Regions from separate parts of the Mus musculus genome. Here region 1 is linked to region 2. Evidence: chromatin contacts called from public Micro-C data. All regions are on one chromosome and are shown on one strand. The core of a region is the stretch at or near the end of the contact, and the rest is flanking DNA. Distances in the headings are between cores, read along the strand shown. Region 1 has its middle 14 kb from the start of Esr2. Region 2 overlaps Syne2 (spectrin repeat containing, nuclear envelope 2).

Region 1 (3,526 bases), core at 22-2,521, 180 kb after region 2:
AGTGTGTGAGTGTGTGTGTGAGTGTGTGTGTAAGTGTGAGTGTGTGAGTGTGTGTGTGAGTGTGTGTGAGTGTGTGTGAGTGTGAGTGTGTGTGTGAGTGTGTGTGTGTGTGAGTGTGTGTGTGTGTGAGTGTGTGTGTGAGTGTGTGTGCGAGTGTGTGTGTGTGTGAGTGTGAGTGTGTGTGTATGTGAGTGTGTGTGTGAGTGTGTGTGAGTGAGTGTGTGAGTGTGTGTGTGAGTGTGTGTGTGAGTGTGTGTGAGTGTGTGTGTGAGTGTGAGTGTGTGAGTGTGTGTGTGAGTTTGTGTGAGAGTGTGAGTGTGTGTGTGAGTGTGTGTGTGTGAGTGTGTGTGTGTGTGTGAGTGTGTGTGAGTGTGTGTGTGTGTGAGTGTGTGTGCGAGTGTGTGTGTGTGTGTGTGAGTGTGAGTGTGTGTGTGTGTGTTGCAAGCACCTGAGTCTGCAAGTACACATATCTGTGCATGAGTGTCAGAGCTGAAGCAGGATGTCACCTCTCTTCCTCTGTCACTTGAGCCAGGGTCTCTCACTGGAGCAGGGGCTCACTGTTTAGTCTAGTGGCTGGCCAACAGGTTCTCAAGGTCTGCCTCCCGATGCTGGGATTACAGGCATACACAGCCATGCTCAGTTTTTTAATGCAGATGCTAGAGATTATAATTCAGGTGTTTAGTCTTACCCACTGAGCCATCTTCCAGCCTCACTTTTTATTTTGATGGAAAGGGCTTGCTAAGCTGCCCAAGGCTGGTCTTGAACTTCCCATTCCAGGGGATCCAATGCCCACTTCTGATTTCCATGGGCATAAGGCATGCAAGTGGTGCACAGGGATACATGCAGATAAAACACCCATACACATTTAAAAAAACAATAAAAATAACATTAAAAACTGTTTAATTACTCTTTGAATGAGAGAGAGAGAGAGAGAGAGAGAGAGAGAGATGGTTTCCTAGCACAGGTGAGCCATGGAACTGGAGTTTAGTAGCAGGCTCACTCTCTAGTACTGATGTGTGTTCCCCTTCCACATTTAATTTTTTTTTTCTTTTTTTTTTTTCTTACCAAGACAGTGTTTTTCTGTGTAGCCCTGGCTGTCCTGGAACTCACTCTGTAGACCAGGCTGGCCTCGAACTCAGAAATTCGCCTGCCTCTGCCTCCCAAGTGCTGGGATTAAAGGCGTGTGCCACCACACCCGGCCACATTTAATATTCTTTACTATGTGAGACCTCAGGACCGGGCCTTACAGTCTACAAGAGGACCAGCTGCTGTAGAGTTGACTCAGCTCTTTCTACTTAGAACCTCGGCAAGCATTACAAAGCAGACTCATGTCTCCCTCTAGTGGATGGGAAAGAACATGACTAGCTAGATTCTTTTTTAAGACAAGGTCTCACATAGAAGCTCTGGCTGGACTGGAACTTGCAGTGTAGGTGAGGCCGGCCTCGAACTCACGGGGATCTGCCCGCCTCTGCCTCCCGAGTGCTATGATTAAACATGTGTGCCACCATGCCCCAGTTCGAGTAGCTATTGGTTTAAATCTCTTTGGAATTAGTGTGACTTGTTGAAAAAAAAAAGTAACTTTTCTCATTAATCTCTAAGAGCAGTTCAAAAAGAACTCAAGGTAGTTAGGCAGAGTGACTTACATTCAAGTCCTCCCAGCAACGGCTGAGCTGTAAAGGCATAAGCAGCTAGCCGTGAAAGCATAGACAACTAAGGCAAGCCTTCAGGGCCACAAATGAGTCTCAGAGCCCAGGCAGAGAGCTACAAAACTCTGAAGAGGAAGGAGGATCTGAAACCCTGTAGAGCTAAGGGTCATAAAACCCCAGCCTAGAGGGTCCGAACACTAGAATGACGCCACTTGCCACTTCTGCCTGCCTCCTGCCTCCGCAGTTGACAATACTGGAAGAAACCAGAGAATGGCCTTTAAAGAGGTTTTCTTTGCCTGCTTATTTCCTTTTTCTTTTCTTTTCTTTTCTTTTCTTTTCTTTTCTTTTCTTTTCTTTTCTTTTCTTCTCTCCTCTCTCTCTCTCTCTCTCCCTCTTTCTCTCTCTCTCTCAGATTATATTAAAGACAGGCTTAAATGGTTGGACCTGGAGGGCATCATCCTGAGTGAGGTGACCCAATCACAAAAGAACTCACATGGTATGTTCTCACTGATAAGTGGATATTAGCCCAGAAACTTAGGATACCCAAGATATAAGATACAATTTGCGAAACACATGAAACTCAAGAAGAACGAAGACCAACGTGTGGACACTTTGCCCCTTCTTAGAATTGGGAACAAAACACCCACGGAAGGAGTTACAGAGACAAAGTTTGGAGCTGTGACGAAAGGATGGACCATCTAGTGATTGCCATATCCAGGGATCCATCCCATAATCAGCCTCCAAACCCTGACACCATTGCATACACTAGCAAGATTTTGCTGAAAGGACCCTGATATAGCTGTCTCTTGTGAGACTATGCCAGGGCCTAGCAAACACAGAAGTGGATGCTCACAGTCAGCTATTGGATGGGTCACACGGCCCCCAATGGAGGAGCTAGAGAAAGTACCCAAGGAGCTAAAGGGAACTGCAACCCTATAGGTGGAACAACAATATGAACTAACCAGTACCCCGGAGCTCTTGACTCTAGCTGCATATGTATCAAAAGATGGCCTAGTCGGCCATCACTGGAAAAAAAAGGCCCATTGGTCATGCAAACTTTATATGCCCCAGTACAGGGGAATGCCAGGGCCAAAAAGTGGGAATGGGTGGGTAGGGGAGTTGGGGGGAGGGTATGGGGGACTTTTGGGATAGCATTGGAAATGTAAATGAGGAAAATACCTAATTTAAAAAAAAAAAAAAAAGAAAGTGTCATGGGCCCTTAAAAAAAAAAAAAAAAAAAGGACAGGCTTATTGGGAAGCTGCTCTCAGTGGGTGAGTTCACTGGCCCCAAGTCGCCAGGTAGAAAAGGGGGAGTAGGGGAGGGAGAGAGAAAGAAACAGGCACGCGCAAGTGCAGAGAGAGAAGAGAAGAGGCCTGCCCACTATTTTGGTGCAGGTAGAGCAAATTAACCCACTGCCAGCTGAGAGGTGACATTTTTTTTTTTAGTTGTAGGTCAGGAAGTCATGGCAGAGAAAATGGAAAGTGAAATAAAGGCCACATGCAACAGAGCTGTCTCTGTGAGGACCCTCTGAATTTGACTAATCTGGATCTCACAGTCAGCATAAAATCTGCCGTCCATCTTCCGCCTTTGCTGTATCCCAATCTGCCGTCATAGCAGCTCATCCGTGATGGCTGTGAATGTGACCCTCACAAGCTCAACAGGAAACCATGACCACTTTCGTGTGTCTTTGCAGGCAAGGACCATTTTCCCAGCAGCTCTCCTGGAACACTTCAATGTCGCAGACAAAGAGAATGGGACAGCTCAATTAGCTTGTGTGACCAGCGCAGCACACAGGACCACAAAGCATTGTGACACGTAGCAAAGAGAGAGAGGAGGTGGCTCCAGGAAAAGAAACTAGAGAGTCAGTCCGGTCGCAGTT
Region 2 (3,375 bases), core at 222-2,721:
GGGCAACATGCATTCCAAGGCGCATACGTGGAAACAACAGGGCAGTTTCTGAGACTTGGTTCCTGCCTTCCTCGTTTGTTTGTTCTTGTTTGTTTAAAGCCAAGGGATTGAAGTTTACTGAGAAGTACAGAGACATTCTCTGCCAGGAGTTGCCCAGCGTCTGCATTGTTGAAGCTAGTCTCTTGCATCTGCTGCTCTGCTGCCCACTCCAGCCTAGCTTCCTGGCAGTCCTGTCCTGCCTGCCGGCTCTCCCTAGTGTGCTGGGATTACATATCCACACTGCTGCATGCAGCTTTTTATGTGGATCTTGGGGGTCAGACCCAGGTCCTCATGCTTGTGAGGCAAGCATCTTTACCCACCGAGTCATCCCCCGGCCTCATTTTATGTTTGATTTTTTTTGTTGTTCTGTGTTTGATTTTTTTTTTCTTTTTTTGGTAGTTTTATGTTTAGAAACCTTTTACTGTTGGAGGGTTTTTCTTAACGTGGACGTTCAGCTCTGGGACTTCATCGAGGGTCACAACAACTATAGTTCAAGAAGCCGGGGTTTTCTTTTAGATCAGTGACACGCGAAAGCAGATGTCTAACATGGATGCCAGAGAGTTTGTGAGGCTGGGAAAATATGGATTTATAGATGGCAAACCTTAGTAAAATAAGGGACCGAGTTAGGGTTCTACTTACCAGCATTGGCTTCAGCAGTTTGAACAGGCTCTCAAAGCTACGCCTGAGTTTGCACATCTGTACATGGGGGCTAGAGAGGTTGTGGTGAGGAACTGGTCTTGTATTACGCCAAGCATGGCACAGCAGTCATCAAGGATAAGTAATATCAATAAAAGATAGAATCTTTAGTTTCCTTATGAGAGACCAGACAGATTTTTATGTAGCAGCAAACACTTGTGGTAACACCCCTTTTTTTTTTTTTTTTTTTTTTTGGTTTTTCGAGACAGGGTTTCTCTGTGTAGCCCTGGCTGTCCTGGAACTCACTTTATAGACCAGGCTGGCCTCAAACTCAGAAATCCGCCTGCCTCTGCCTCCCGAGTGCTGGGATTAAAGGGGTGTGCCACCACACCTGGCTCGTGGTAACACTTTTTAAACCACCACCACCCACCCACACCCACACACACAAAATCTGCAGTTTGTAAAACATGGACTGAAATGATTTCTGCCCTCAGGATTTAGGGCAAGCAGGGTCTATATAAGCAGGGTTGTTGTTTAGGAAGTTACTGGGAACTCCTGATTTAAAGATCACAGAGCCGGAGCCCCTGTGCTAATAGCCTATGTCCAGGCCTAATGCACTTTGGTGGCATGGGAAGCTAGAACTGACTCCTGTCTCTGGAGTGCGGAACTGCCAAAAAAAAAAAGTAGGGTGGGGAGCGAGCTGTACACCCCGAGAATCCTGGGCATCCTGAGGCCACTTTGAGCTCTTCTAAGGTTGCACATAATTGTTTTTTCCTCCACCCCCACCCCCTTTGGATTCTTTTCAGGTTTAAATAAAGGGCGGATTAGTCACCCAGCTTGCTCATTTCCTCCTGAAGTGTGGTAGTAAGAAAGCAGAATGGCTAAGTACTGGCACTTAAAACTATATGTACATGACCTGCCAGAGGTAGTCAAATAAAAATCTAGAATAAATTAAGACAGGTGATAAATTAGTTATTACAGATTAACCACTTACTATTATAACTGATGATGTCAGATAACAGAAAAAAAGGCCACACAATCTTTGCTACTAAGGTATAGTCATATCCAAAACTTGGAAATAGCTAATCACTTATTTATATAACTAGTCAGGCTAGAAATCAATGCCTGACAGTAGTCCCAATGACTGTTTACCTTAACAGTGACCACTGAGACCTGTGGAGCCAGGGTGGGCGGAGCGGTGTGTGAGGCTCAGGGAAAACACTGGGGGAGCAGAGAATGCCAGCCTTGAAGAAAACTATAAAATTGGGTGGATGAGGGCAGACAGTTTGTTGGTTTTGTTTGTTGGGTTGTCATTATTGCTTTTGGGGCTTGGGGATGCTAGGATCAAACTCAGGGCCTCTTACCCAACCAGGCAAATATCCTCCCATTGAGGATACCCAAGCCTAAGAAATAGCCTTTTACTGGAAAAGAGCAGACATGTAAAGTAGTAGGTAGTCAGGAAGAATCTAACCCCTCGGAGGTTATATTTTTTGAGGTAGGATGTATGTTTGTAAGCAACTCCTGTTAGAAGCGTGTTGTTTGTCTCAACCGTGCTTTGTTAACAAGTTTGCGCACAATCTTAAAGTGGGAAATGTTGGAATTCATTTTAATTCTAATTCGCACATGGAGACCAGTATTTGTACAGATCAGAATGCTAAGCCCTATGTCTGAAGGGATTTTCCAGAAGAGACAGTGTCCTCTCTGCATATCCTGGGAGAGGGCGGGTCCTATAGTGTCAGGCAAGACTATCACGTTAAAACCAATCCCTACCTCCATGTTGAAACAAATAAATCCGTAAGTGTGGAATAGTTCAGTTGCATCTTCTCTCTGGGAGAAAGTTTGCTTTTGTATTGGTAAGATATCTAGTTGCCTCAATACATTGAAAATATGTCACACTTAATTCAAACTTCACACCAAAGCAGTCGGTTCTTAACTCCACTTCTGAAAAAGCAAAAGCCAGTTTAGGGATTTTTCCCCCCTCTCGGGGAATGGAGAAAACATTCTTTATTGCTCCAGGAAGTTCATTACTTGCCCCAACCTGTTTTTAACAGAGAATTTAGATGGGTAAAGAGAAACTAAAGTGCAATCTTGCTACTTGGGAAGATGTTACAATCGGGCGGCAGATTCCAGCATATTGTTAAGCCCTGCCAGCATGAAGAGGCCATTTTTCTGACTCGGTTTTAGTTTTGGTTGTTGGGTGCACAGCCGTGTAATGCCTTGCTTAATCATCATGTGTCATGCCACTTTAAGCACTGGCCAGCTCCCTGAAGTGTTTGGGATACACACCCTCATACGCTCTCTCTCCCTCACCTGTCTCCCGGGGATCGCCACTCTCCGCCTCTGGGCCCGGGAACACTGTACCTGTGTACATGCAGGTCGGCTGCCTGGAAACCCATGCCACCGGGTCACGTGGCCGTTGCTATGAGCGTGGAGGTGCATTTTTCTTTTTTCTTTTCTTCCTCCTTCTGTCCTTACTTTGTTTCTTTTCACCGGGGAGGAGGGGGAGAGGGGGAGGCAGGTTCTCGGGTCTTTCCAAGCCCCGGGTGGAAAAGCCTTGGATTCCTGCCTTCTCACTGCTGGACTATCTTTGGCTTCATTTTAGGGTGCCACACCCCCCATTGAAGCTGCACTCCTGGACTTTCCTAGAGAACAAGGAGCTTTTGAGTCCACCGTGGAGAGAAGTAGGCCTCGGCCTGCAGA

What was found. A called contact is a pair of places that touch in the nucleus more often than the background predicts.
Region 1: a Micro-C map of the G1E-ER4 cell line shows a contact between it and region 2, with 4 times the contacts expected there. The contact joins two enhancer-like sites. A contact is called at or near these places in 13 of 39 promoter capture datasets (the 3T3-L1 cell line, the HPC-7 cell line, HPC-7-derived erythroid cells and 8 more), 9 of 15 datasets of contacts at CTCF or cohesin (the G1E-ER4 cell line, the NIH/3T3 cell line, embryonic stem cells and 4 more), 155 of 484 Hi-C or Micro-C datasets (the 3T3-L1 cell line, 3T3-L1-derived adipocytes, the AML12 cell line and 82 more), 22 of 115 datasets of contacts at active chromatin or transcription factors (DN3 thymocytes, the NIH/3T3 cell line, PVALB interneurons and 15 more) and 3 of 9 other capture datasets (adipose tissue, embryonic stem cells and pancreatic islet).

What each region holds. Positions count from the first base shown.
Region 1 is chr12:76,189,845-76,193,370 of GRCm38.p6, forward strand. No RefSeq gene overlaps it. Among named protein-coding and RNA genes, the nearest start is that of Esr2, 14 kb to the left of the region's middle. Within about 2 kb of position 1,272, at least 3 of the 459 cell types and tissues checked have an H3K27ac peak or open chromatin away from gene starts, as enhancers often do. A contact at or near this core is called in the G1E-ER4 cell line, where this site is marked.
Region 2 is chr12:76,012,205-76,015,579 of GRCm38.p6, forward strand. Syne2 (spectrin repeat containing, nuclear envelope 2) reads left to right here. Exons shown (of 116, transcript NM_001005510.2): 66 at 3,278-3,375. Among named protein-coding and RNA genes, the nearest start is that of Mir5101, 100 kb to the left of the region's middle. Within about 2 kb of position 1,472, at least 22 of the 459 cell types and tissues checked have an H3K27ac peak or open chromatin away from gene starts, as enhancers often do. A contact at or near this core is called in the G1E-ER4 cell line, where this site is marked.